5 separate regions of the Mus musculus genome follow, and regions 2, 3, 4 and 5 are each linked to region 1. A link is a contact called in public HiChIP or PLAC-seq and Micro-C data. All regions are on one chromosome and are shown on one strand. Each heading gives the region's core, a stretch centred on a gene start, on an enhancer-like site or on the middle of the called end of the contact. The rest is flanking DNA. Distances are from core to core; before and after follow the strand shown. Region 1 holds the start of Klf5 (Kruppel-like factor 5). Region 2 overlaps Gm41230 (predicted gene, 41230). Region 3 has its middle 4.9 kb from the start of Gm41230. Region 4 has its middle 22 kb from the start of Gm41230. Region 5 has its middle 70 kb from the start of Gm41230.

Region 1 (5,508 bases), core at 2,126-4,625:
CTTGTCTATCGGGACTTCCAGGCTCTGAGCTTGGTGGTGACGGGGGAAAGTAGGTGGCCTGCTGTGGAAGAAACTGACTTGGCATGGTGTACGTGCAAGGGGGCATGCCCTGGAACTGTTTCATTGACGTCTGTGGAACAGCAGAGGGGTGTGGGTTAAGGCCTGCCATAGAAACATTAAGGGTGTCCATTACTGCCGTCTGGTTTGTCGAACTGGGCATGTCTAGATCCGGTGTATTCAACAGCTGGTACAGGTGGCCCTGCTGGGAAGGGACAGAGAGATGAAGATCTGGTATAGGAAGTTCTTGTTTGATGAAGATATTGTTCACCTCCTGTGGTGGCGCTGTGGTCTGGTGGGAGCTGAAGATACTAGTGAACTCGGGGAGAGCCTGGGTGGGGGCCGGAGGAGGAGGAGGGGCCGTCGACTCGCTCTGGTGGCTGAAAATGGTAACAGGTTCTGTCTTGATCTGTGTTACGCATGGTCTCTGGGATTTGTAGAGGCCAGTTCTCAGGTGAGTGATGTCAGGGAGGAAGACGTTCATGTTGATGCTGTAAGGTATGCCTTCAGTGTCAGTGAAGAACTGGTCTACCACTGAGGCACTGTCTCGTCTATACTTTTTATGCTCTGAAATTATCGGAACTGGAGGGAGCTGAGGGGTCAGATACTTCTCCATTTCACATCTTGTCTAAAAAAGAAAAGACGAATACACGTAATCTACCCGACTCAGTCAGGAAGGATAAATAAATAATATGGTTTACTTAAAAACTCGACAGGAGTACAGGGGCCAACTCCTAAGTGTTGCTTATGAACACACAAGTTTATTTTGTCAATTGTGTAATTATCGGTTAACCAAGACTCTACGACATGTCTTCACTAAAGTCACTCCCGCAAATCATCCCCAGACAAAAGTGAAAGGCAAATGGGGTGGGGGGTGGAGGTCAAAACATTTTCTGATGCAATCAAGTCACACACACGCGCGCGCACACGCGCACACACAGTCAAATTAGGGTATATCTTCAGTTAAACTATGGTATCACAGTTTTGCCAAACTGCCTCAAATCTGTTCACATCCATTACACTTGAAAACTAAAACCTGTGCAAATCTTAAAAATAATTATTCCAAAGGGCTTTTGTGTGTGGACTAGGTTATTTTATCAGGCCTAATATAAAATGTTCTCTGGCCATTTCAATACTTTTTGAATAGAAACTTGAACCTGTGGAGCAGAAGCCTGTATTGTATCCACTGATACAAAACAATTGCACCCTCAACGTTTGGTCCAAATGTTCACTTGAACCAGTAGATTCGGTAATGGGTCACTATCATAATGAAATGGACCTATTCATATCCCTATCTAAAACAGATCTTTAATTATCAAGGAGAAAAATCACTCCCTTGGTAGACGGGTGCTAAGACTCCCGTGGGTGGGGAGAGGCTGCTGCATCGCAGGCACAGTCATCAGCAAAACATTTATCATGTCCTCTCCGTGGGCCAATGCTACATTCCCCCTTCCTCTGTAAAAAGCGCAGTCATCTTGCTATCTCCTGAGCGAAAACTACCAGAATAAAATAACCAAATATCTTCCAGGCCCTGATTGTTTAAGAACATACATAATCAATCCAGCTACTGACCAGACGCCTATCTTTCCCCCAGCTCTCTTCTCTAATATAACGAACGCTTTCTCTTGATTTTTTTTTTGACATTGAAAAAAAAGGAAGTCAGAAAAAGATCAAGCCCCAGGTAAATGAAATGGTTCATAGAACCATTCACCTCAGTCAGTGAATAGGAGTCGTATATTTTGCTTTTAATTTTCCAAAGAAATGTCACCTCGGACCTCAGATCATCAAGATCTGGATGTGGACGAGGACGGACGGGATTTCCCGGATATGCAGGACTTAAAAATAAAGATTCATGCTGTAGCCATGTGAGTCACATCTGACAAAATGCCACTGTCTTCTCAAAGCACCACGACACTGGCAGACCCCAAGAAATAGGCGCTCAGTGCAAATACACAATACAGCAAGAGGCTATTAAACTAAGCGTCTTGAAATAAACCGATCTTAAACCCTTTCGTGCACTGCGCTCCCGTGGCGGTTAGTGGTTTCTGATTTTAGCTCTTCCAGCTGTTTGCATGTGGGTCTGTTTCCAATTTTTTTTTTCCTTGGGACTAGCTAAAAGTCCCGGGAAGTTTTTTCTAGGCTATATGACTCCCGTGCGTGGGCGAAAGAAACAGGCGCTTGCTCTAATTCGGCTGCTGGGCAAGTGTAAAAGCCAACTGCCAGCTTTCAACGCGACTCCGAGAGGAAATTTACGCGCACACTAAGAAAAACAACACCCCTGGCCTTTTTTGTCCGTGTTTCTTTTTAAGGGAAAAGCGGTGTTCCAATACAACCTTAAGATTCTAGTTTTCCAAACGGGGCCCTACAATACATTCTAGGGTGAGCCTCCACGGGGGTATATGAAACCCCAGTACTCCAATTTGCATTTCTATTTCACCCCAGAGGACGCAGGCAGGTGGACTTCCAAGGCCAGGGCCATCGGGAGAGAGCGGTCAAGAAGCATTTTAAGCCAAGTTGAGCGTGGGCACAAGCTTTCATCCCCACGCAAGCAAAGAGAAGGTGCACGCGAGCGCGCGGCTCTCTTTAGCTCCTCTGGACAGATCCGGGTGGGCCCCCGCCCTGCTCCCCCATCCACTCCCCGGCGCCCCGTCTGGGAGCGCAGGGCGGGGCTGTCCACCCGGGCACCCGTTCCCGCGCGTCCCAGTCTGGAGCGGCCCCTGTCGCCCGCGCCTCGTAGCGGCGGGACACGCCCGAGCCGGGGAAGGGAGGCCGGCCGCTCTGCTTACCTGGACCAGCTCCTCCGAGGGCAGTCGCGGGCCAGCGGCTGGCGGCGGCGCAGGCGGGTGGTGGTGCGCGTGTTTCAGATCGTCTCCGGAGAAGAGCGCCGCGTCGCGGGCCGGGTTCGCAGCGCCCAGCACCGGCTTGAGCTGCGCGAACACGGGCTCGTCCTGCGCGGCCGGCGGCTGGGGCAGTGGTCCCAGGCGGGCGCTCATGGTCAGCACCCGCGTGGGCATGGACGGTCTGGGGATTACGGGAGCGGGACACGGAGCGATCGCGATCCCACCTCGCTCGGGCTGGCACGGGACGGCGGACTCGGCGGGGGGCCGCGGCGGGGGACCCCTGGGCCGGCAGCCAGACGCTCACGAAGGCGGGCACGGAGATCGGGGCTCCTGGGCTCGGCCACGCGTCACCGCCGAGGTCCTCGGGCAGCCACTTTCTCCCGCCCCGCCCCAGCGCTCGCTCACCCTCTCGCCGGAACCCGCTCCCGCCACCCCCAAGCTCCACCAGCAACCTAAGAGAGCGCGTACCTGCCCCGCGACTACTGACACTTGACGCCCGCCTCTATTTCACCCAACTCCGGGGAGGCAGGGCCAGCTCACCGGACTGGCAGCGTTGTGGCCAATGGCAAGGCCCCAGGGCCAGAGGGTAGCCAGTAGGAAAGAAGGCCCACGAGGTCCCGCCTCCGACGGGCCGACCGCACCCCTCGCGGGCCAGGAGCTTCGCGCGCAGGGCTGCGGCGCAGTTTGTACACAACTTCTCTGACAGATTGGGCCGGCGGAGCACGGGGCGGGCGGAGGGAAGGAGAGGAGCGGGTGGAATCTAGGAAGAGGGGGAAATCAGGGTGGAGACGCGGAGGGAGATCTCTCCGAACTGTTCTCTGCCAGGATTAGGGCGAAAAAAAAGTATTGCACGTCTTAGGTGTTGTGCAAGGACCTGAAACTCGAAAACCGAAGACAGAAGGCAGCTAGGTGGGGGGAGCTGAGGTTTCCAGTCTTAACCAATGAGTGTATTTTTTTTTTTAAGTATACAAAATGTACTTTAGAGGAAAACAAGGGGCGGTGCGAAAACAAACGTAAAACAGCCCTCCTTTCTGTGTTTTCAGCCGTAGATCTATCTATCTTTTCGCAGATTCCTTGTGGCCTGAATAAAATCTGTAAATGTCAAGCATTTTTTTTCAAGTCCTTGCATACCAACCTGGGCACATTTTCCCCTACAGTATTTAAGGAGCTACAAGTTTTCACAGACATGTCTACTCTCCTTCGCCGAATGTGGGGAAAAGGTGGGGTGGGCCATATGAATTATGAAGTTTTTAATATTTAAACCATGTTGATTCTAGCCCGAGCATGGAATCTAATTTGAGAACTAACAGCCAGCTCAACCGGGTATTTAAATAGACATTACATCTTTGGCTTATTTTTGCTAGCACTGTAGTGTTCGGAGGGGCGGGGAATGGAGTTTTAATATATTCAGAAGTATGGGTCCCATCTACCTAATACAGTGTCACCTTTTCCTACGAAACGGGAACCAAAGAAGGCACAAACATTCACAGACATTCAACAGCCCTGAAAACTGGGTATCCAAACTGGTAGGAAAGCAACAGTCAACTATATTACTACCTTTTTACTGCGTTGTTTTAATGGAAGGTGAGTGGTTTGGTTTGGTTTTGTTCTTAATTTTTGCCAGTAATCACACCAAAGGAAACGCCTTTCCTTAATCCTCAATGTTCTTGTCTATGATTTTATCTGGCTTATTGAGAAGCTGAAACAATAAACTGCGACTTAAAAAGACGCCTGTAATATTGCTATCTATTTACGTCTGTTGGCAGCACACTATACTATAATACCTACCTAGAGCACACTCGCTCCTTTACAGTGAAGCATCTTTTTAAAAAGTTCTTAGGAAAAAAAAAAAGTGCACCTGAAAGAGTGTATCACAGGTATAAGTCTCATTTCCAATGAAATTTCCAAAGTCTCACGTGTCGTTTATTTATTTATTTATTTATTTATTTATTTATTTATTTATTTATTTATTGTAGCAAAGATAAAATCATATTGTGAACTCAGTTTCTTTTCTCCCTTTTCCTTCCTGTCAGCAATGATCCATCTTTACAGTTGTGGTTGCCACTTTCAGAGGATGGGTGATGACAACTTTCATGATACCAGGGTGTTATTTAATAAGTGTGTGTGTACTGACGTTTTACGTCGACAACCCCATGTTGCCAACCTTCATCTTTAAAAACTTGGCCTCATTTTTCTCTGTTATTAAAGCCAATCACGTGCTCAAATAACTCTGAGACGGGTCATAGAATTGTTGTCAGATTTTAACTTTTTAAAAAGGGGTCATTTTTTTAGAAGACCTCTGGGTACTTAATGCTGATAGTATAACCAAACCAAGTGTGGAGTGTTGATAGCTCTTAACAGGATGGTTCCTTCCTTTAACTCTTTGAATTTCTCTTTATTCTGATTGGCTTTTAAGCCTCTCTAAACCAGAGCGTCAGTGGGGCATGCCATTTTACTGCAATAAGACCCGTTTATTTTAATGGAAATCTTTCTAACTTACACAATAGCTTTTCAATATGCTTCTCTTACAAACATTTCACTGCAGCCAATTGAGACCCCACCAAGCTGCGTGACAAACACTGAAGAACGTATTTTTATTACCTTGTCACTC
Region 2 (5,508 bases), core at 1,660-4,159, 250 kb before region 1:
ATTAAAGTTACATAATAGCAGCACTAACAAGGAACCAAGCCAAAGAAACAATATTTTGCTCGGATCCATGGCGACGTCACAGTTGCCACACATATTGAACAAGCTTCTAAAACATAGGTCAGATTTACCTCATCAGGTAAGATACAGGAGTCATAGCTCCAGGTCATGAAAGTCTACAAGTTAATGAATTTATTTTAAGTCACTTCTCATTTTTCCAAGTGATAAATTCAGTCCTGACCTCTAAATTTCATTTTGTTTTCAAGGCATGTGCACATTTCATTGTAATAAATTTGCAGTAATAGATCATGTCACTTATTCTGCTCTGAGAAAACAGCTTGATTTTTCTTTGTGAATACATCATCTGCCTTAGAGTAGACTCTGGAATAAAATGTGTCTTGCCTAATTGCAACAAGACATCTAAAGTCAATTCACTCATATCTTCTCAAGATAAATATTTTAAAAGATGCCTCCTTGGATTAAAAAAGAAAGTGTGTTTATGTACCCTCAGAGACAACAAGCTTACCTAGGTGGCTAAAATTATAATTCTGTTGATCTATCTAAAAGTCAAGATATTTTTGGATGTCAGCTTTTAATAATCATTTTAAAAGCTTCATTAAACCTATTTTTTTCTAAATGGAGGGGGCAGCAGACTCTGTGGGTAAGAGAGCTTGCTGTCCAAGCAAGGGGACTGAGTTCAGATCCCCAACATACATATGAGAAAGCTGAAGTAGCTTGGTTACCCCAGAGGTGTGCAGGTGCACAGTGGAAAATCACTGGGACTAACTAGCCACCAACCAGCCTGCCTGAAAAATGGGGAGCTGTAGGCTCAGTGAGAGACTGTATGCCAAGGGAATAACATAAAATATGATAGAGGATACCCACCATGATTCTCTGGCATACACACACACACACGTACACATGCATGCACACACAAGCACATGCAATTGCTTAAAAGTTGAATGAGATTTGAATTGATATCATAGCAGAAACTATTTTCTTCTTTGAAAGAAAACAGAGAGCTTCCTAATGGTAGAAGAGATGCTTAAGGCACAAAGAACATCTACATAGGTACATAGTGTTGCTCAAATAGATATTTAGTAGTAACTGGAAACTTTTTTTCTTGTCACACTGAAAGTAGGGGTGTGTCTTCTGATATCAGGTAGGTATCAGACATAAGAGATATTAGGCAACATCCTACAAGGCAAAAGATGTCCCTAACAGCAAGAAAGACTATCCAAACAATCATGCCAATGATGCTGAGGCTGAGAATTTGTGTGTTGGAACACTGTAGGACAAAGGTCAGTATACTTTTCCTTAAAATCTAGGTGAGAACATTTTGAGTTTTGCTATTATTATACAGCCTTTGTCACAATTGTCCAATTCAGCCTACGAAGTACAAAGCCAGCCCCAGGAACACCAAGTGGCTGCCTCTGAACTCTTGTACAATCCTATTTACCAAGGCAGGTGGCTGGACCTAGCTGATCCTCCTGGCTTGGTTTATTTCTCTGGATAGAGTCATTCTCATCTTAGAGATTCCTAAAATTCTTATTTCTAGAACTGGAAATTACTTTAATTATCATCATGTGACACATTGATAGAAGTCTAACTTTATGAGTCATGTCTAAAGTGAGAAAAAAAATCACAAGTTCTAGCATGAAATTATGTTGACAGAATGAAACTTGTGGTGTTTTAAACTTATTTTTAAAGAAAAATGCTTCTCTGATGTTGTGCAAAATAGATTTAAAGATTTAACACCATGGTCTCCTCTCCTGAACAAAGTAAGACAAATGACTATACTAGAATAGATGTGCACAGAGTCTCTTAGCCAGAGATTCTCGGGTTTTTTATTTGTTTTTCTTCATGATTCCATGAAGTGTCAACAAAGAATCTCAGAAACAAACTGGGTGGAGGTTTAATCCCAGCACTTGGGAGGCAGAGGCAGGCAGATTTCTGAGTTCAAGGCAAGCCTGGTCTACAAAAGTGAGTTCCAGGACAACTAGGACTACACAAAGAAACCCTATCATGAAAAACCAAAAACCAAAACAAACAAACAAAAAATCTCAGAAATATTACATAAGCTTGCTTAAATATATGCAAAATGATGTGGCTGCATACATATATATACATTTTTATGATGTCCCTAAGTTTGTAGGAATGCAAAATCCACTGCTAAGCTACTCAAGGCCATGAGCTTCAGGCACGAGCTATCCTAAGGGCCTGCATAATTGAACTTACCACATGTGAGCAGAGTGGGCTCTGTCATAGACTGAATGAGTTGTCACCAGTTACAGCACCATTGGTAATCAACCACGTGAAACCCACCTTGCAATCCAGGTTGTATTTGGTGTAAACATTTGGCAAAGGCACAGTTAGGAATCTACACTTTTATATTGTCTTCCTAATGTTTACTCTTTTTTATTTTTTCTCTCCTTTTAACTGCGCCTCGTCCCAAAGAGCCATCTGAGATGTCTTGTGCAGCAGCTAAGTCTATGTAGTAACAGGATACAAAGTTTTTAAAGTAAAAAAGTCTGTAATCTCAATACTCAGGAAGCTGATGGGGGCAGGGGGGTGACTGTTAGTTCTGGCCAGCCTGAACTATATAAGGAGATTGAATCTCAGAGATAAATAAAGATGACGGTACAAAGAAGACACAGAGGGTATAAAGTACAGCCATTGATGGGACAGTTCTACGTCCAAGTCCCTTACATTCCATTTCAGATGTGCCGGTTTATTTCCAGCACCCCTGTTTGCTGGACTGAAAGAGGTGATTTCTACATGACATTTTCCTTATTCTCGGGCTTTATCGGCAGTCTAGCAATCAGTCCACAAACATTTACTAAGTCTCCGTTGTGAGCAAGGCATTTTATTAGGTGGCACTGTGAGTCACAAGGAAGTTTCGCCTACTGAATCATTAACCTCACTTCCTGTATTAAGTGTGCCCTTCGAGAGGCTCTTCTGTCATCTGGCCACAGTAATGGGCTTATGAAATCAGATTTCAATTATAGCTTAACTAAAGAAAGTCCAGAGTAGCCGCCTCAGAATGGGAAAGCAGAGACCAGGGAAAGAATGACAGGCAGAGATAATGGAAGAGACAACAGCCGCTCCAGTGGGAACGGAACTTACAGTCACCAACAGGCCTTACAAAACACTGGCCTTAGAGATGAATGAGGGAAATAGATCAAAATGCTAAGAAGAGTTTTCCAAAGCTTCAACACAGGTCACTGAAGTCCCTGCATGTGGACAAATAAGGGACATTCTTTCCCTAGGGGAGAGAGGATGACGATATCAGATGAACAGAAGGAGTGAAGGCTCTCTAAGACTCACTACTGTCAAGACAAATGCTCAGGATAGGACCCATTCTTCAGATATGTAGCTCTCAAAAGATGGGACATTGAGTTTCAAGATGGAATTGACTTGGTTAGGGAGCCCCACACCCATACCCCACTAAGCCAGAATCCAAATGTCCTACTTTTCTTCTGCTTCCACTGCACAAGGTTAAATTGCTGAGTCATGGTGATGTTGAGCGAGGACAGAAGCATTCTTTAAATTATGGAACATAGCTGCTTCTTCCTGAAGCGAACAAGAAACAGAATCGCTCCGAGCAGTGCGTGCTTAGTCTCTATTGTTGCAGTTGTTACCATGCAGTCACAAACAAAATTCGATGATGAAAGAATTAAGTTCATCTATCCATGCAATATCATTACTCACTTCCTAGGTTCTGGAGCTCCCTAAAGCAAAGGGAGAATATAATTCCAATATATTACATTGCTAGTTGGTTTTATAGCTATCAAGTTCGTACAGGCACATAAATCAGAAGGTATTCAGAGAAAAGAGGCAGATGTTTGCATTTTCCAGACAAGTAAAATCATCTTCTCCCTTATATGCCACCAATCCTCAGCCTTTTCATAAATATAAGAGCTGTAAAAAATCAATTGAGATCCAACATCTAAGTAGTTTGCAGTCCCCTGCCTCTACTCCTGCCCCCACGCTCCAAGTTTTCAGAGCTATCAGAGTAGGACCTGAAGACATTCTGCTATTAATTTCCATAGCAATAAAATTTATAGCAAGGTGTCCAATGTCATGTGGAAGCAGAAGCAGGCAGAAACTGATCCCTATTTTATTAATTGTTTGTTTTGTCTTATTTGAGGTAAAGTGTTTTTTCTATAGCCCAGCCTGGATTCAACTACAATTCTCCTCACTCTCCCTCCCAGGTACTTGGATTACATGTGTCTGAAAATGGCTTTGGAATTTTTAGAATAATCTTTTCCTCAATGTTTTATTCAAAGGTATTCATCTGAACCACAGTGGAGATAGAAGAAGAAGAAGAAGAAGAAGAAGAAAAAGAAGAAGAAGAAGAAGAAGAAGGAGGAGGAGGAGGAGGAGGAGGAGGAGGAGGAGGGGGGGGGAGGAGGAGAAGGAGGAGGAGGAGGAGAAGAAGAAGAAGAAGAAGAAGAAGAAGAAGAAGAAGAAGAAGAAGAAGAAGAAGAAGAAGAGAAGGAAGGAAGGAAGGAAGGAAGGAAGGAAGAAAGAAAGAAAGAAAGAAAGAAAGAAAGAAAGAAAGAAAGAAAGAAAGAAAGAAAGAAAGAAAGAAAGAAAGAAAGAAAGAAAGAAAGAAAGAAAGAAAGAAAGAAAGAGAGAAAGTGAATATATTCAAAAGTCAGTCCACTAAAGAGGTTCTGACTTGAAACTGGTTTTTCAACAGACTATATTCTTTTTGCTTTGGTGCTTTGGCTCCTTGTCAACTTGCACACAGTCCAAGGCACATTAAGATACTTGAATGAAAGCGTCAAACTCAGAGTGTGTCTTTCAACTCATATACTAACTGGCTCTATTTATACCCTGTGAGAGTGCAAAGGCAACAGACCCAGAGTCTGTCATTTTCACAGAGACCACAGCTCCCAGCATCCTTTGTATACAGCAGAGCTTCCATGATTACTAATAGTAAACATGGGATTTAAAATAAAAGGAAATATGGAATATGTAAGTATGTTGATGATATTCTTTTTGTATTTTTTTGGAGATGAATGGAAATCATCACTTTTATATGGAATACAAGAGGAAGCCATCTTACATTAAGACACTATATGTAGTATATGTTGTCAGAAATGTCTAGTACCACAAAACAGTAATTTTGTAAACTATCTTGGTTATAATAAAATATTAGGATTATATTTAAGCTAAATCTCAATGCAAATTGATAGAATAAAGATATTTTGTTTTGAGGATTTTTTTAAAACCATTTTCAATATGTTGGTTTCTGTTGTATAATTGTTGTAGATGTTATAGGTTGTGTTCCTTATTTATTCTGGCTATTGATCTCTTGAAAGATACAGAGATATTTCCCTCTGTGTTATAGATTATGTCTTCAGCCTCTTGCTTTGTTTCTTGTACAAGAGCCTTTGAATTCGATGTAATCCCTCTTATCTACTTTTATTTTTGTTGTGTGTGTTTTCAATCTTATCTAAAAAGCTCCTAACCATAACTCCTATGTTCTTCTGATAGTTTCAA
Region 3 (5,508 bases), core at 1,597-4,096, 220 kb before region 1:
CTTCTGTGAACCAGTGTGGATGGTTCGAAGTGCTTCTTAATGCTGTAGAAGCAACGGACAGCCTGTTCCCATAGCAGCTGAATCTGAAGATTCTTTGGAGAGAGGCTGACGACAGGTGTAGTTTCGTGATGCTCTAATGAGTCAGATAAAATTTACTTCCACATCCTCTGTAGGTCAAATGCTATCACTTTAAGCCAACCTTTACTCCAGTCCTGGCTGTATGGCTAGGTCTCCACTACAGTCACCTCTGAGGGGAAGAGTGCAGACAGCTTAGATTCTAAATCAGTTTGGAGCTGATTGTGGTGTGCAAGCACTCCGAATGCTGAGGCAGGAGGATCACAGGTCTGAGTCTCAGTGGGTTACATAGTGAGTTCCAGTCTCAAAAAATTAAGCCAGTAACGCAAAATTCAGATTAGCTTTAAGCAATGTGCATTTGGAATGACACAGTAACTGTGTTTGACAGTCATTTTCTGATCAAGCATAGAAACTACAGTAATAGTATGGCAATGTAATATTTTTTATAGATAGCTCTTGGCCCTTATGAACTGTCAAATAATTATTTGTTCAATGAATAAGTGAGCACTGTAAATATTAAGTTCTTTCTGTTAATATAATGAAAAGGTAGGTTTTGATACATATGTTGGCTTCACGTACATAAAATACTATTTTTTTAAGCTAATGAGCAACTAACTGTGGTAGGAATGACACCAGAAATACTGAAGTTAAAGTAGGGAGAACCCATGTTATTTTATATGGGACAGATACCGGTAGTAGCTAGCCATTCTCAAACTTGCCTGCACTAAATCTCACTGCTGTATTTATATATTCCAGATGCATGGAGCCAGAGACTTACTCTAAGGCTGGCTTCAAACCCTCATGAAGCTCAGAAGTCCATCTTGGCCTCTGGGAAACTGGAAACAAATGGTGTCATTAAAAGGCCTATGCATCAGAGGATTTAGTAGATTCCAGTCTGTGTGGACCTAGGGACTAATAGTGTCATCTGCAGGGCAAGCCCAACTCTCCCTGCTCCTGCAGTCAGGCTGAAGGAAAGCAGACCCAACTCTGCTCTGCCTTCTGGAGCTGGTCAGGTCTTTGGGAATCAATGGTGCCCGCCCACGCTGGATCAAGCACTAGTTCTCTAAGCCACTTGAAACTAATATCAAAAGAAACATCCTATGTCTCCAGACCACTGAAGACTGTGAATCCAGAGCACCTGTGGGATAGGATAAACTTCAGTGCCATAGGTTTCTATCTTATCCTACGGCCAGCTGGCTCTGTGTCTGTCTCTGGAAAACTACAGCTTAGACAGCACTCCGGTAGGACTCAGTTCTACGCATGCAGTTGGTTGGTCATTGATGAGTATGCTTGCCGGAGCATAAATTGCAAATTGTGTGAGAAAAAAAAATATGCATTTTCACCTTGGTGCTGTGCCGTGTGTTCCTGACATGAACTACGTCCCTAGTGACCCTCCAAATGAACAGATTTGTCAAATAGAGCCCGAATCTCTGGAGGCTGTATTGGTCATTATTAGCTCTGGGGTTTCCAAAGCTTGGTTAATGGAGTCTTAGTAAGTAGGAGGAGCTGCTAAATATGTATACCCCTGGGCTCCACTCATGATCGATGTGACTCGGTAGATCCACTTGGGGAACCAGGAATCTACTTTGTTCTCTTTGGATGGCAAGTGTTCTTTGGCAGATGGTCACTGAACTAGCTTTGATAAATCTTAAAGTGGTATCCAAGGGGAAAAGGAGAGGTTGGAGGTGCCAAAGTCAATGTCCACTGGCTCTTGGGCTATGCCAAGGGCTGGCCCTGGTGGGGAGGCATAATTCGTGTGGGTAAAGTGATTTCAGATCTTTGGGTGGGAAATCAGGTGAGCGTGCCAAAGATCAATATTGTGATTCATCTGAGATTCCCCGCTCGCTCTCCCCTGCCACACCTTTCAAACTGTGACGGTGGGAACAATAACAGGCATGTGCTATTTGGTTTCTTCAGCCCTGGTTCCTATGTATCTCCTTAAAATTGTGAGTGAGGTGCTGCACAAAGCCGGGCTTACAAGCGTATGATGGAGCAAGCATAACAGCAGATGTTCGTTCTTTGATTTTTCCCCCCATAATTGTCCTGTCTTCCCTCTCTTCGCCTCAAAAACAAGCTTTATGTGGGAAATTTCTGCTAAGGGGCCTAAGTGCCTCACTCAGATCTTTACCTCTCCACATTAAATCCCTTGAGAAGCAGGTAGGAACCGGGAAGCGCTTTCATTGCACTATGCCTTCATCTAAGAAGGGAGCAACATTGGTCACAATACAAAAGGAAAAGCTAATCTCAGTGTGCAGGGGCGGGGGACGGGGGATGGGGGGGGAGGGCGGACACTCTGGTCTCTGCATCTTTTTATGAAAAATAACCAGTGTGAAAGGACTGGATGAGGACTCACACCAAGTAGCTCATTCTGGTGGTGCTCACTACTGGCTGTTGGGCCTTGAGACCCATGCGATTCTCTGAGTCTCCTTGGCTGTAAAATGGTGAACCGGATCAGAGAACACTGCTGTCTGGCTGCAAGTTAACCTTGATAAAGCATGTGTGCTTTCGTCCTGTTTTCAAAGTGGAATACAACAGGATACAACAGAATAGAATCAAACAAGTAGTTCTCATCTTCTAACAAATACATAAGGAAAGTACAAGTGCAAAGCTTTCAAAAGCCGAGTCTGCCTTGTAGTCTAACGAGGGTGTAATGAAGTTGCAATTGCAGATCCAATCCGAGAACAACTGATCAACCTGTTCATCCCATGCTGCGCTCCTCTGCAGTGAGCACCGCCATCTTGGCTTCCTTTGCAAACAGTTGATTCCTAATCAGTAGGAAAGGGTGTGGCACAAGAGGAGGGCAGTATTTCTTTTTACAATTTCTTCCCTGTGAGCTCAGCTGAGGAGCGAAAGGAAAAACCTCCAACTCCTTTAAAAAAAAATAGTGCACTAGAGATAAAACTAACAGACAAGTGTTTATGGAGTAGCTACAGAGGGACCATAGGAAATTACCAAGCATAGACTCCCAGCTCTTATAACACGTTATCTACTTACTTAGGGGAAAATGGGAACATAGCTGAAAAATACAGGGAAAAAAATATTAACAGGTATCCTTTGCTACAAATACCCCTTCATTCACGAACACGTCTTCTGAAGAATCTAATAATTCCTGTGGTGAACAGAAGGAAGGTTGTAATTAAAACGTAAGTTTGGGGCACCATCTGACAGACCTGACCCCCTCTCTCACACCGTCTGAAAGCCAGATCAAACCACCCTTTGCTACGGAGGTTCTAAGATGCTATTTGAGATTAAAGTTCAGAGACGGCTCAGAAAGCACTCTTTAAAACTCTGATTTTAAACCTCCCAAAGGGAAGTCGGCTCTTTAAAAAGAACCCTTTCACGTGTATGTTTGAAGTACTTTGTAACATCTAAAGAAATATTTCTCAGTTGGAAAGGACAGCAAACAGAGATTGTTAATGACAATTTTGCATTGTGCTTGAAAATTTGCTAAGAAAAAAAAAAGCCAAATCCTGTGGGTTTTGTCTTCCCAGAGAATTTTTTTTTTTAATAAACAAAAGGCAAGGTCCTTATAATGGAAAACTCGTTCCAAGATACACAGCTTAAGAGAAATATGGGAAAGGAATTCTTTTTTTCCAAAATACTTTCCTTACTTCTTGTTTTAAATGGTTATTGTGGTAGGAATTTTTTTTTCTTTTCTTCTGATGGAACAATGGACTCTTATTTCTACAAAATAAATGGTGGGAGCAATCAAAAGATACTTTTCTAATGGAAAAGAGAGAGAGAGCCTACTCTCTAACAAAACCAAAACAAATCAGCAAAAAACAATGCTCTCTGGCACCAAGATTTGTACTCAAATGGGAGAAAATAAAATGAGTTTTCAACAGGAGTTTGCTGTTGAGCAATACCTCTCCCACCTGCACCTTTCAAAACATGTACCAATTATGAGGTAAAGATCAGAAAACAAACACTCCTTGGCACCCTTGCCTCTCTGTGCCACAAATGATGACAAAGCAGAAGTCTCTCCTCAAGGGAGAGGGTGTGTCTTCTTGTCCCTGCATACTAGAACTTCTACTCAAGCTTTGTTTTCTAACAGGTGATCGACACAGATGACCACAAGATCTAGCTGTGGCTACAGTTATGAAGTAATAGGTAATGCTCTGTTTAGTGAGTACCTTCTAGACAGTAGGTAATTATACAAGGTCAAAATCAGTCTTCACAGTGCCCTACAGAGATAGAGACCGAGACCTGACGGACAGAAAACTGAGGACCGGCGCTTGAAGTTGAGCCCGATCACATGACCATAAACAAAGCCAACACTGGAAACATTATTTCTGGCTTGGAAGTCCCAGTTCAGCCACCCTTCCTGCCATGCCTCCTCTCCCCATCACCTCAGAGTGTTCATATTTCTCCAGGATCTTCCTGTCACGGAGAAAATGAAAACAATTCTCATGACTTCTTAATGATTTAATGTGTTATCTGTCCGAGGACCATGCTGGAGAGAATAATATTTAAACTTGAGTCTCTTGTGGTAATGCATCAGAACATCTGGAGTGGAATGATTTATTTCAAGGATGAAGTAAAGCTTGGCCATACCTCTCAAGCTACCCTGGTAGGGCCACTACACAATATAACCTCCCTCTACACGCAGCTGTGTAGCATTACAGAACAAGACTCCAAGCAATCATTGACATTAGCTGCTACAGAGACGGCTTTGACCATCACAGGCTAGCATCTGCTTACTTTACCGATGGAAACATTGAAACCCATCTAAGACTTTACTAACTGCTCTATCAGTGACAGATGTTTACTTCTAAATTACAGCTTAGATGGGAGACAGAATAAAGGCAGGGGAAGAGTCAAGGTAGAAAAGAGGTGTTTGTTGATTTGCAAGTTGAGTCTAACAGTTGATACTTAAAAAAAAAAAATCTGTTCTAACTATTTGGTAGCTTACATACCTGAGGACCAATCTGATACATCAAATGAAGTTCATAGCACAGACATGGAGTAGAATCACAGCCCCTTACCAGCTGCCCTTCTCAGTTTAAGCTCAAGCTTTCCAACTCTATAGTCAGCCTTCCCATGTTTTCTAGGTACATCTCTTCCTCTAGATTGGGGAGCACTATCCTTTCAGAAGGACAGTATAAAGTTTGGAAAATTCCTTTCTGACTTCTTTGAATAGGAGTAGCACAGCCATCTTGGGCTTTGCTGTGATAGCTCTCAAACTTGGATGCCTACGTCTCTAGGGAAGAACTTTGGGATGGACTGACTACCAGGTTCCATACCTCAGGAGAGAGAAACTATATCACTAGAGGAGCTAATGTAAATGGAGAGAAGCTGGGGATGACCACTCTGCCTGTGTATCAGTAAAACCCTGGGCATTACCACCCAAACCTCGACCTGCTCCTGAGACCATCCTTGAAGACGGGACTGTACTGCTGCAGAAAAAGAAAGTCCAGTGGTTATCAAGTTGCA
Region 4 (5,508 bases), core at 1,941-4,440, 200 kb before region 1:
CTTTCTACCTTGTGTAGACTGAGTGTGTTTGTTGAAAATCATTTGATTTGATATATAAGGATTCACTTTGGGGGTTGCTCCATGGCTTACAGGCCTGTCTTTTTTGCTAATCTAATATTGTCTTGATTACAGCCTCTTTGTGAGTTTTGAAATCAGGATGCACTGAGGTTTTAGGTTTGTTCTGTCTCAAGATTGCTCTAGCCATTTAATGAGACTCCTGATTCTATACGTACTTGGTCTGTTTTCTGTTTCCTTAAGCATGCTCTTGGACCTTGAAAGAAATGCCTAGGTATAACTTGGGCCATGTGGACATTTTAACAGTGCCAACTCGATTTTGATTGGGGTGTTCCCTTTGTTAGCCTGCTTTGATTCCATTCAGCAGCGTTTTACAGAATGCTTTTGTCTTCTAGGTTAAATTTGTTCCTAAGTATTATATTTTTTCTGAATCTGTCATTAATGGGATCATAGTCCTGGTCTTTCTTTTGAATTGTTCATTATCAGTGCATAGAAACACACCTGATTTTGAGTAGTGGTTTTTGTATATGGCAGCTTTGCAAAATCTGATCACTAATTGTTATGTTTGAGGGAGGGATGCCCTTCATTTCTCTTCCTGATGTAATTTCTCTGGCTAAGACTTCTAGAAGCAGCCAGATAGACATGGTGAGAGTGGTCATCCTTGTTTCACTGACCTTAGAGGAAACATTTCATTTTTCACCACTACTAAGTATCATGATAGTAGTGGAATTTAGAGAAGTTAAACTATGTTCATCTTACTCTTTGATGGCAAAAAAAAAATACATTCTTGATTCTACCTATAATGGTTTAAAACGTCCTAGTAAATGTACAAAATATAGTTTTTGACATTTTCCTGCCTGTACACCATGCCTTTCTAATTTTTTCCCCATCCGCTTGTCCCTTACCCACCGCCCATGAGTTTTCTTCCTCCCCTCAAACAGTATTCTTCTTCCACTTCCATGCTGTGTGTGTGTGTGTGTGTGTTTGTGTGTGTGTGTGTGTGTGTGCGTAGACGCGCATAAAATATAAGATAGAAGTGCAATATTTTGCTTTGTTTTGCCCTCCACCTTCTAGGTCCTCCTTTCTACTTTCTTATCTTATATACACACATATATCTAAGTTTACATTCTGTATATGAGAGAAAATCTATTTATGCTCTTGATTTAGGTTTATTTCACTTAACATGATGATCTCCAGTTTCATCTCCTTTTCCTGTACATGACATAATTAAAAGGAATATTGTTCACTACCTGGCAAGGTCCTGTCAATGTTAAATGCATAAATATAATCTGCTGGGCTTCTCACCATCGTCATGGCTCATCTTCCAGTACAGCTACTCTAGAGACTAGAGGAGAGTGCCACAAAGCCAGACTTACAGGCCAGTGCTTTTAACCCTGATTCATGTGAGATTAAGGCAGATGCAGATCACAATGCAGTCAGTGCCTTGTTTTAAAATAAAAGTTGCAGCTCCCACTTAGGGCAGAGCAATGGGAACTGTCTGAGGGATGTACCTGCTTTGATCTCTGCCCTTTGCAGCCCAAAGCAATTTGTGTGCTTGTTTTAAAGACCTGAATAGAAATCAGCCATTAGCACTCCCATCTATAAAACAATCAATTCTGGAATACAGAGAAAAGGAAATCTCTCTGGCTGCTGAAATTAATTCTTTTTTTTTTTTTTTTTTTTTTTTTTTTTGCAGCTCCTCAGGATTTAACATTTGCTCCACTAATTTCTCCAAGTCCCTGTTGCTGGGCTGGGCTGTTTGGTTGTTAATGTAGCCTTCCATTGTCAAGGCTTTAACCTTTCATCTCCGGTACCTCGAGTGGCTTGAAGAACCCACCTCTTGCTTTTCCCATGTCCAAAAATTGATCTTCAATCAGATTTTCTTTCAGATGGCCTGAGCATTTTACCTGTGACAAACTCAGAATCGGGAGGCCTTGCTCTCCTTTTTTCAGAAATTGTATATTAATTGTACGAAATAGTGAACTTCATTATGGCATCTTCATACATGTGTTTAACCTATTTTGATGATACTTCCGTTCCGATTACCCACTCTTTCTCCACTCCTACTCCCAGTGCGTCCCTTCCTCTTCCCAAATAAAAGCCTTAAAGAGCTGCTTGAAACTTTTAGAAGTGTTGATTGGTGAATATTACACACACACACACACACACACACACACACACACACACACACACACACACTTTTTCTAAACTAGTCCGTTTTTTCTCCCTCCCTTCCTTTCTTTTCTCCTTCTTTCTCTTTTGTCTTCATTCTGTCCTCTCTCTCTCTCTCTCTCTCTCTCTCTCTCTCTCTCTCTCTCTCTCTCTCTCTCTCTCTTCTCTCTTCCCTCCCCTCTCCCTCTCTCTTCCATTCTCGCCCTTCCTCATTTCCTTCTTTTGCGCCTGTTAGACTGTTACAGGGAAATGGCCATTGGATTTGGACTGTGTGTCTTACAGACATAGGAAGAGGGTGGGTCTTTTGGGTTTCCTGCTTCTTCCTTTGTATTGGATTTATGCTTTTCCCCAAATTTCATAGTTGACATCAACTTTTGGAAGCATGACATGCATGATACTTTCTCAAGGTTATTCACAGTTCTGAATCACCAAGCTAATCTTTGCCACAAGTTGCGGTGCAAATTTTAGACATGAATTTATTTCCCTCCATGGCCAACAGCTTAACCAGAAGGCTTGTCTATCCTCACAGACTTAAAAAAAAAAAAAAAAAAAAAAAAAAAAAAAAAAAAAAACCTCCCAGAGTACCAAGCCTGAGCCCAATTGAAATTCCTTTGTAGGATGCATTCCTCAGTGATGCAATAATCCCACCCTCTTTCCAATGATATAGAAGTCACAGAGGCTCTTTCCCATTCTATCATATCTCTCCTTTAAAAAAATAAAATTCTTCTCTCAGAATTTGCAGCACATTTACTCTAACACAGCATCCTCGGGTATTTCTTTGGAGTTTTTAATTATAACAATCTTTTTATAAAGGGATTTTTGAGGTAGAGCCTGGCACATTCCATTCATGCGCTGCAGTGATTAATTCTTATTGCTGTTCGGTCACTTGTTACTTTATTTTTAGGGGTAAATTTATAGCGAGTCCTGGATCACATGTACGGTGGTATTTGAAGCAGCTGCAGCTGCTTACATAGCAGAAGTTCCGGGCTACATTCCTGTTGTGAATCACAGATTTGTGAGGTTGGTACCATGAGTAGCAAGAAAAAAAGAATTAATCTTGTGGTAGCATACTCACATGTACATACATACACAAATTCCCAAAGGATTTGCAGCATGCAGTGAAGAGCATCCTGTATCTTCTCAGGAACCTGCCCTGTTCAAGGAAGGCTTTTGCATCTGGTCACATAGATTTGTGAATGAAAGCTCTTTAATTTTCTTCCTATATATATATATATATATATATATATATATATGTACATCTGAATGTTACATACACATGAATGGACATGTATAAGTATATTTGCCATATAGGTGACCTTATCGATTTAAAATTCTACGGCACAGTATATTCTACCATATTCTCTCATTGAAGTGCCGTTGGGTAACTGGTGTTGAAGACAACCCAGCAAGGTCGCACCTCACAGCAGCTGATAAGAGAGAGTCGATGGAAGCCTTGGGTCTTTACAAAGACCTGATTTCATCTGTGAGCACTCAACTGTGTGCACTCAACTCATACGAACCACACAAGAAAGAGTGATCATCCTAAAGAATTAAGCAGGAATTCAGACCCTAGAGTTAGATTGTTAGGCTTCAGTATTGTTCTGTATCCTAAAAAGGTTGAACAAGTGGCTTTGTGTCCCTATGCCTCAATTTTCTCTTCTGGCTATTTTACTAAACTGCTATGTGGATAATATGAGATAGTGCACATTAAAAAAAAAAATCTCAGGACAGTCTGAGGCTCTTGATAAGCTATTAGTACATCCAGGCTATTTTTGCTCTTCTGAAAACAGAGGAGAAGAACTGCACTTAGGTAGTACTAAGGCTGGCTTGAGCAGAGAGGTCCGCCATCATTGGAACAGGTGCACTATGGAAATAAACATGTGTCCGTACAAGCAGTAGCTAGCAGAACACTTAAAATTCCTCCGTGATGGTATGGTCCTCTTGAACAAGGATGGGCTCCATCTCAAGAAGTAAATGCCAATTTTCTCAAATGGGGGCTGGCTAAAATAGAGAAGATTATACTCTCTTGTAGCATTCTGAGGACTGAACCAAGTATCTCATATTCAGACATTAGGTAGGGCTAGGCCTGTTGCCTGCAAACAAAAGATTATATGGCTCCAAGTTAAAAAAAAAATCTCAGTCTACTAAAAAGAATGCTTACAAGGTTATCTTAATAAATGCAGTATCGATCAACTGTTTTATAATGGTCAGGGGATCTGGGAAATCTATTGGTTTGTTCAGGTAATTTTCTAATACATTAATCAATGAAATAATTACATATTAATTAATATTCATGGAAACAGTGAGGACCTGGTGATTTCCATCAGGAGAGGCTTGGGGGGGGATGATTTTTGAACCTTCTTTATGAGGATTAGTCCAGTAGAGATGAAGACAGGGAGAGCTTTTAGAAATATAACCGGCATAAGATGAAAACGCACGTCATTAGTTCATCAGAAGGAATTGTGAGTCGGGCGGGAGATTGGGGTAGGAGGAAGTCGTGGGGGAAGACCCTGCTCTTACTGCAATTTCACTTTTCTAATTCTCAGGATTCCGTCAAGTCTGGCCCTCTCTAGCTCAAGCAGAAAAGGCTTTGGGGGTGAGGGGGTAATTTGCCCAAGGCAGTAGTTCTCAGGGAGGGAAGTTCTATCGCACAGAGACCAGGCAAGGCTGAACACTGCTTGGCCCTCCGAGGTGAGACTGTGCCCCAAGAGGGTCTCAGCTTGTGGCAAGTGGCAAATGAGGAGAAATGAGAAGAAAGCTATGCTGCTCTGTGGGACTTTTCTAGCAATCAGACAGGGAAAGTTGTAAGAAATCACTACATGGCTTTATTCGAGTCGGCAGCAAGACAAGCCTTTGTCAGCAGTACTCTCAGTGAGGGGACCGTCCCACCCTCTCCATTCATGGCTTTTGATGTGAAGTTGGATAAAAGATTCCATCAAAATTCCTGTACTTTAGGCTTCTAAATTATTTGTCTCGCTATAAGACGCTAGACGAGAAGGCTAATGAGAAGAAATCAGTTCCTCACAGTTCTCAGGGTTGAGAAAGCAGAATCGAGATGCCAAAAGAGGGCCTAGGGAAACAGTTCAATTGGCAGTGAGCTTACCATACAAGTATAAGGGCCTGAGTTTAGTCTCCAGGGCCCACATAAAAGGCCAGGCATAGTGGCCCATTCTTATAATCCCAGTGCTTGGAGGAGCAGAAACAGCCAGAACCTGGGGCTTGTGGACCACAGTGAGATGTAAGCCAATGAGAGACCCTGTCTCTAAAGACAAAGTGGATGACCCTAAGGGAAAACAATACCCAGTTACAAACTAAACTCTA
Region 5 (5,508 bases), core at 1,949-4,448, 150 kb before region 1:
TGAACTGTTCTTTAGCTGACACAAGTGTGATGAGGACTGGGTCTGCCTCCAGAACTCAACTGAAAAACAGAATGTAAGATAATGACGCCCAGGAAATGTGAAGAAATGATTAAGAAATGTTGTCATCGGTCTGTATAACAAAAGTCAATAAGAAAAGACTAATGTCTCTTCCTGAACCTACTAGAAGCTAGGTCCCCATAATAAAAACACAATGTCTAGAATATAGTGTCTATGACAAACTCGCAAGTGGATTGCTGCTGTGTTCCATTATTTTTGTGTTGTTGTTGTTTTTTTTTTTTTCAATACAGAATCCCCTTATACCATCTAAGCTGGCCATGGACTTATGCTCTTCATGTTCTGTGAGTCTTCCAAATGATGGAACTGAACATATGTACTACTGTATCTATTTTACAATCCTCTATACCCAAGACCAGGTAAAGTTTTCTCTAGTGAAGGGAAGTTGTGAATCAAACAAGACTAAGCAGCTCTGGTGCACAGCATGCAGCTAGGGCACATGATAAACCCCCGCTTCAGTTTCTTAATTCCAACAGCAGTTAGGAAAGAGCTGAATGACATCGACCTGAGCACCATGTGATCGTGAAGCACAGCGTTTTGCATTTCCTGCCTTCATTTCTAACTGAAAGCTTTTGCACCCACTCGCCTTCATGCTCAATCCATCAGAGCCCACAAACCTCCACATGGATCGAGCAAGAGCGAGCACAGCACCCCTCAAGCCTCACTTCCCAGAAGTATAAATCTATCACTCTCCTCTGACTCACGGGAACATGAGCCACACCGTGACAATGGGATCTTCCCACTATCCACGCAGCAAGTGTCAGCTTCGTCAGTGTCTCGGCAAATGTCAAGTGCTTCCTCAGATCAGAATCTGAAAGAGTATGCTGCTCAAAATACCTGGTGTGTGTGTGTGGAAGGGGGAGGGGGATCAGAGTCATTTGTCTTTGGTGTACAATGTAGATGCAATCACTCTGCCTGGTGTACAGCGTAGATGCAATCACTCTGCCAGAGAATTTTCCATTTCATAGAAGGTTCACAAAGTCATCGCAGTCATCACCTGGACCCCACACAAGATACCAAGCTTCCTTCTCTGAGAGTGGCATCATCCCACTCTTGTTTTGCTCAAAAGTTTGCCTCTTAATGTATCATCTATTCTAACTCAGGCCAGGACAAGGTGTGGGGCAAGTGGAGTTCCCAGAGCACAGAGTTTACAAGTGAGCCCCTTCACTAGAGGCTAGACCCTATGCAAGGAATCACAAGATCCCTGACCCATCCCTGGCTGATCAAATGCAGGATTTTTGTGAGGGTATTGGGAATGAAAATCAATCTTATACATACTGGGTAAAATCTGTGCTTGTATGTGTACCTGTGGCATAGATTCCACCTTTCCTTTCACTTTAAGAGCACCACTTTGATAAATTAATATATATTACATATATATTACATAATATATATAAAATATACTATATACATATACACAAACACATACACATGTAAACATGGACAATACCCATCTGGGTAATCCCAACAGTTGGAAGGCAGAGGCTAAATTATCTGTAGGCCAAACTAGCCTACATAGGGAGTTCCAGGTCAGCCAAGGCTACACAGTGAGATCCTCTCTAGAATAATAACAGCAAGCAAATGAAAGAAGCTGGTTATGATCAGGGGAGGTGACACTCCTGATAAAACAGTGCTTAGTGCAGGCTGGAAAGTCACCAACCCACGTGACTGTGCTACTGAAAAGGGACATTTCCAAAAAATTGGAGCTTGCTGGCTGATTCTAGCTGCTTTCAACAACAACAACAAAAAAAAAAAAAAACATACAAACTCAATGAGCTCAGACCAGACCTACTCAAAAGTCAAGCTCTTATAAGCCATGGTCAAAGGGCAGGCTCACCAGAGATGAGACGTGGTTCCTTCCCTCTCGGAAGTATCACTCTCTCTAGGAGCCTTCTAGTAATGGCAGCTGCAGTTCTTTACCAGTGTGTATTGAAATGGTCTCATGTTCTTTGGGGGAAGGTGCTGGCAGGGTGCAGAGGCTTGTCCATGAGAAACCAGATTCCCAGCCCAAAGGTTATTTGAAGATAAGATCCTTTGGTCATAGCTATTCACAGATAGAATGGAACAACAGTCAGTACACTGGAAATACCCTAAGCTTCTCGGGGGAGCATATTGCCAAGGAAGCACAAGGTTCCATGGTGATGGGCCAATCCTGAAAACGATCCAGTTCCTCAAACTCACACCGAAAGAAGTGAGGTAGAAATTCTGTCCCCCAATAAAAGGAGACTCTTTAGCCATCCTTTGAAAAAGTCACAGATGAGCATCCCAGAGGACAATATCCAGGACACAGAGGGGCAGTAACTATGGCAACTACTCTGTTGCCTAGAACGGAACCATCATGTTGATCCAACATGATTCAAAAGATGCTATCCCCTAGGATCTTCAATCTCTACCTTTTTTTCTGTATGGCCATTATGTTCCTATTCTATCACTGAATGTTGTGTACCGAGACCTTGATTCTCCCATGGGTTGAGGGACTGACTGAGTCCAGTTGGTGGCAGCAGGTAATTTTTTTTTTTTGATGAAACAAAAATATTCACAATGGAATTAGGAAGGAAGGACCAAGTATACAACGTATGGAAACTCTTACCCATATGCTGGAAGTTTTAACAGTGTTCACATTTGTTGTCTGGCTGGAAGAATAATAAGGGGCCCTGGAATGAAATGAAAGATGCCTGTGAACACTTGGGGAGAGCCTGGGGCAAGCTGGAAGAGACAAGTAGACCCTTTCCTGCTTAGCTCCCTTGCAGTAGGACCCTGGTCATCTGTTTGGGCCTCTGACCTATTAAAAACACTTGATGATTTTCATTATAATTACACTTGAGAAAGATCATTCTAGCAACAATAAACAGTCTGAAAGAAAAGATTCTAACCACAAAGCTATAACAATACTCAAGGGAGAATTAATAAGACCCAACCAAAGCTGGGTGGCCGGAAGTAGAAGAAAGGACGTGGAGACCCAGACATCAAAGGGGGGATGCTTCTCAGCTTAATGACGAGACCCAGAGAAGCAGGGAATGGGGAAAATCTAAACTATGACGCCATAGTCCCACTGAAACGTCTAGAGCGTAACTGTTGTGAGGAACCAGAGAAGCAAGGTTAACAAGAGTATGCTGACCAAGGTCAGCCAGCTCAGTCGGATTCTACTATGAGTAATCTGGTGGAAGGCTCCCAGAGGTCATGGGCTGGTTTCTGACACATTTGAAATCACTGAAGACAGAGAAGTAGATCGCAGATTAGAAAATGGCCTGGTGAGCGGTAATCCATGCAGCAGTGCAGTAGGAGACAGCCTTGGAGAAAGAGTAGACAGCTAAGAACTATTACAATTCAGACGGAAAAGCTGAGAAATGCTGGCTCAGAAAACATAGCTTTGTCTGGCCAATCAAGTGGAGAGTTGCGGTTATCGGGACACTGCCCTTAAGTTTATAGCCACAGCATTATATGGTGCTATCGGCTGGCTATGATATTATGCTTTCCCTAAACTCATGTGCAAAGTCCTCAGCTCTAATTCCACAGAATGTGACTGTTAGAAGATATGGCCATTTAAACAGTTGAGCCTATTAAGATGAGGTAGTAGAGTGGGCTCTAGTCTAACCAGACTGGGGTCCATATAAGGAGAAAATGTAGATAGAGATGGTACTAGGAGTCTATGTGGACAGAAGGGGTGGCCACTTGAAGAGAGGACACCTTACAACCCAGGAAAGAGGCCTCAACGAAAGCAACCCTCTGGCATTTCTGTGTTGGCCTTCCTGCCACATGAACTGCAAATTAAATGAAATGACTAAAATACGATTTTTTTCCTTTTTCCAGAGTTGTCATATTTTTAAAACAATTGTTTAAACAAGCAGAAACAGTCAGCAAAGCCTCTTAGATATTCAGCTTCAGTCTTCATTAAGATAAATTCAGATTAAAAACAATCATTACCAACAAAAGACTCACTATATAGACAGCCTTGGGTCCTATTCTAGAAATGATAAGTTCTTTGTGATAAGAGCTTATGAAAAACCATACAGTTTCCAAATACACTCTCTGGACCACATTGACCGCTGGAGTCAGAACCTCAGATGGGCCTGACATCCATCCCTCAGGTTGTTTTTACAGGAGTCACTCAAGGAGTAGGTAGAACAAAGTTGCTGTCTGTATGAAGTGAAGAAATAAGATACCAAGCAGGGGGCGGGAGAGATGGCTCAGTGGTTAAGAGTACTGACTGCTCTTCCAGAGGTCCTGAGTTCAATTCCCAGCATTCAGAGGTCCTGAGTTCAATTCCCAGGAACCACATGGTGACTCACAACCATCTGTTATGGGATCTGATGCCCTCCAAGACAGCTACAGTGTATTCATAGAAAAAAAAAAGTAAATCTTGAGAGAGAGAAAGAGCAAAGAGACTTCCCAGCTCAAGAAGAAGCCTGAAACTGCTACTTCAAGTAGTACATGAACTGCACATAATTCCATGGTCTCCAAACAGGATAAGCACAGGCAGCGAGAGGCCAGCCCTTCATCCTGGGAATGGTGACCTCAGAGGCTGAAATTTCAGGTAACATGTTCCGACTGATCACGTTCCTCAAACTCTCCCACCACTTTCAGATGTCACAATTCTTGGTTCGAGTTGCATCTGAGGACACCACATCAAGGCAGGTCACTGCTGGTAACATCAAACAAACTTAATTTTTTTTTTGGATCTCAACCCTAAACCACTTCCTGGACTCCAAATAAGGAGGCAGAGTCATCTTCTCTCAGCCTCTGTTAAAGTAAGGCTCAGAATTTCACTTTCCTTGACCACTGCCACCATATCAATGAACACCGGGGAAACAGTCTTGCCCACAAACCAAGCCTGAACTAGAGAGTCAGTTCCTGATTAAATAAATGTCACATATTGACAATATAGTGAAGTACCAACATATACCACTGTCGGTAAAGAACTGGAAAAATGAATAAATCAACAAATTAACCAAGTGGCCTAGACATTTTCAGAAGACACAATTCTATCCTAAGCTCCTAGCCAGTCATGTTAGTCACCCCTTTTTCAGATTCTATGTTCAAAACACTTCAATAGAAACACTTCATTGTTGTAGGGTTGTTTTCTTTTCTCTATACAACCCCTCCCACAAAGTTTTTTATTCAAAACTCCAAATCTTATCATGGAAAAGCCACTAAGAAAAATTACCCAGGCATGTTCTGAGAAACTGTGAGTCGTCCGGGGGTTGGCAACGTACATGTGCCTAATGTGGAAACCTGAAATAAAGAAATTAGTTTGGTATTTTAAGGAATTCTGGGTTCATTTGAACAAATAGATACAAACGATGAGATCAAGGTCAGACCCCCAAACAAACAAGAGGCTTAAAGCCACACAGGAGAAGAAAGGTTGAGAGAGTGGTGACTCACTCCCTTTGTGGTTTTGTTTTAAAAGCTCTTTGTTCAAAGCCAGGGCTGGCC

The links. HiChIP or PLAC-seq counts read pairs in DNA pulled down with a chosen protein or histone mark. Hi-C and Micro-C count contacts between places; a contact is called where the count stands out from the background.
Region 2: a contact with region 1 is called in an HNF4G HiChIP or PLAC-seq map of pancreatic cancer cells. The contact joins the enhancer-like site here to the promoter of Klf5 in region 1. A contact is called at or near these places in 6 of 39 promoter capture datasets (the 3T3-L1 cell line, 3T3-L1-derived adipocytes, the SN4741 cell line and 3 more), 6 of 484 Hi-C or Micro-C datasets (the C2C12 cell line, the N1E-115 cell line, embryonic fibroblasts and 2 more), 10 of 115 datasets of contacts at active chromatin or transcription factors (the NIH/3T3 cell line, SST interneurons, acute myeloid leukemia and 5 more) and 2 of 9 other capture datasets (adipose tissue and liver).
Region 3: an H3K4me3 HiChIP or PLAC-seq map of embryonic stem cells shows a contact between it and region 1, with 3 times the contacts expected there. The contact joins the enhancer-like site here to the promoter of Klf5 in region 1. A contact is called at or near these places in 5 of 39 promoter capture datasets (3T3-L1-derived adipocytes, embryonic stem cells and hippocampal neurons), 1 of 15 datasets of contacts at CTCF or cohesin (the NIH/3T3 cell line), 8 of 484 Hi-C or Micro-C datasets (the C2C12 cell line, cortical neurons, embryonic fibroblasts and 3 more), 18 of 115 datasets of contacts at active chromatin or transcription factors (PVALB interneurons, a colorectal cancer cell line, embryonic limb bud and 6 more) and 1 of 9 other capture datasets (embryonic stem cells).
Region 4: a contact with region 1 is called in a Micro-C map of muscle stem cells, with 8 times the contacts expected there. The contact joins the enhancer-like site here to the promoter of Klf5 in region 1. A contact is called at or near these places in 2 of 39 promoter capture datasets (both in the 3T3-L1 cell line), 1 of 15 datasets of contacts at CTCF or cohesin (the NIH/3T3 cell line), 5 of 484 Hi-C or Micro-C datasets (the C2C12 cell line, the N1E-115 cell line, embryonic fibroblasts and 2 more), 6 of 115 datasets of contacts at active chromatin or transcription factors (cardiomyocytes, embryonic stem cells, forebrain and 3 more) and 2 of 9 other capture datasets (liver and pancreatic islet).
Region 5: a contact with region 1 is called in a CTCF HiChIP or PLAC-seq map of the NIH/3T3 cell line, with 9 read pairs. The contact joins the enhancer-like site here to the promoter of Klf5 in region 1. A contact is called at or near these places in 1 of 15 datasets of contacts at CTCF or cohesin (the NIH/3T3 cell line), 5 of 484 Hi-C or Micro-C datasets (the C2C12 cell line, epidermal suprabasal cells, myeloid progenitors and 2 more) and 6 of 115 datasets of contacts at active chromatin or transcription factors (embryonic stem cells, intestinal villus epithelium, neural progenitor cells and 1 more).

Annotation. Positions count from the first base shown.
Region 1 is chr14:99,296,558-99,302,065 of GRCm38.p6, reverse strand. Klf5 (Kruppel-like factor 5) reads right to left here and starts at 3,375. Exons shown (of 4, transcript NM_009769.4): 1 at 2,844-3,375; 2 at 1-685. The coding sequence starts at 3,071.
Region 2 is chr14:99,546,157-99,551,664 of GRCm38.p6, reverse strand. The region is part of intron 1 of Gm41230 (predicted gene, 41230); the gene reads right to left. Among named protein-coding and RNA genes, the nearest start is that of Gm41230, 27 kb to the right of the region's middle. Within about 2 kb of position 2,909, at least 72 of the 459 cell types and tissues checked have an H3K27ac peak or open chromatin away from gene starts, as enhancers often do. A contact at or near this core is called in the C2C12 cell line, the N1E-115 cell line, the NIH/3T3 cell line and 5 more, where this site is marked.
Region 3 is chr14:99,514,214-99,519,721 of GRCm38.p6, reverse strand. No RefSeq gene overlaps it. Among named protein-coding and RNA genes, the nearest start is that of Gm41230, 4.9 kb to the left of the region's middle. Within about 2 kb of position 2,846, at least 7 of the 459 cell types and tissues checked have an H3K27ac peak or open chromatin away from gene starts, as enhancers often do. A contact at or near this core is called in embryonic stem cells, where this site is marked.
Region 4 is chr14:99,497,358-99,502,865 of GRCm38.p6, reverse strand. No RefSeq gene overlaps it. Among named protein-coding and RNA genes, the nearest start is that of Gm41230, 22 kb to the left of the region's middle. Within about 2 kb of position 3,190, at least 16 of the 459 cell types and tissues checked have an H3K27ac peak or open chromatin away from gene starts, as enhancers often do. A contact at or near this core is called in the C2C12 cell line, embryonic fibroblasts, muscle stem cells and 1 more, where this site is marked.
Region 5 is chr14:99,449,316-99,454,823 of GRCm38.p6, reverse strand. No RefSeq gene overlaps it. Among named protein-coding and RNA genes, the nearest start is that of Gm41230, 70 kb to the left of the region's middle. Within about 2 kb of position 3,198, at least 33 of the 459 cell types and tissues checked have an H3K27ac peak or open chromatin away from gene starts, as enhancers often do. A contact at or near this core is called in the C2C12 cell line, the NIH/3T3 cell line and intestinal villus epithelium, where this site is marked.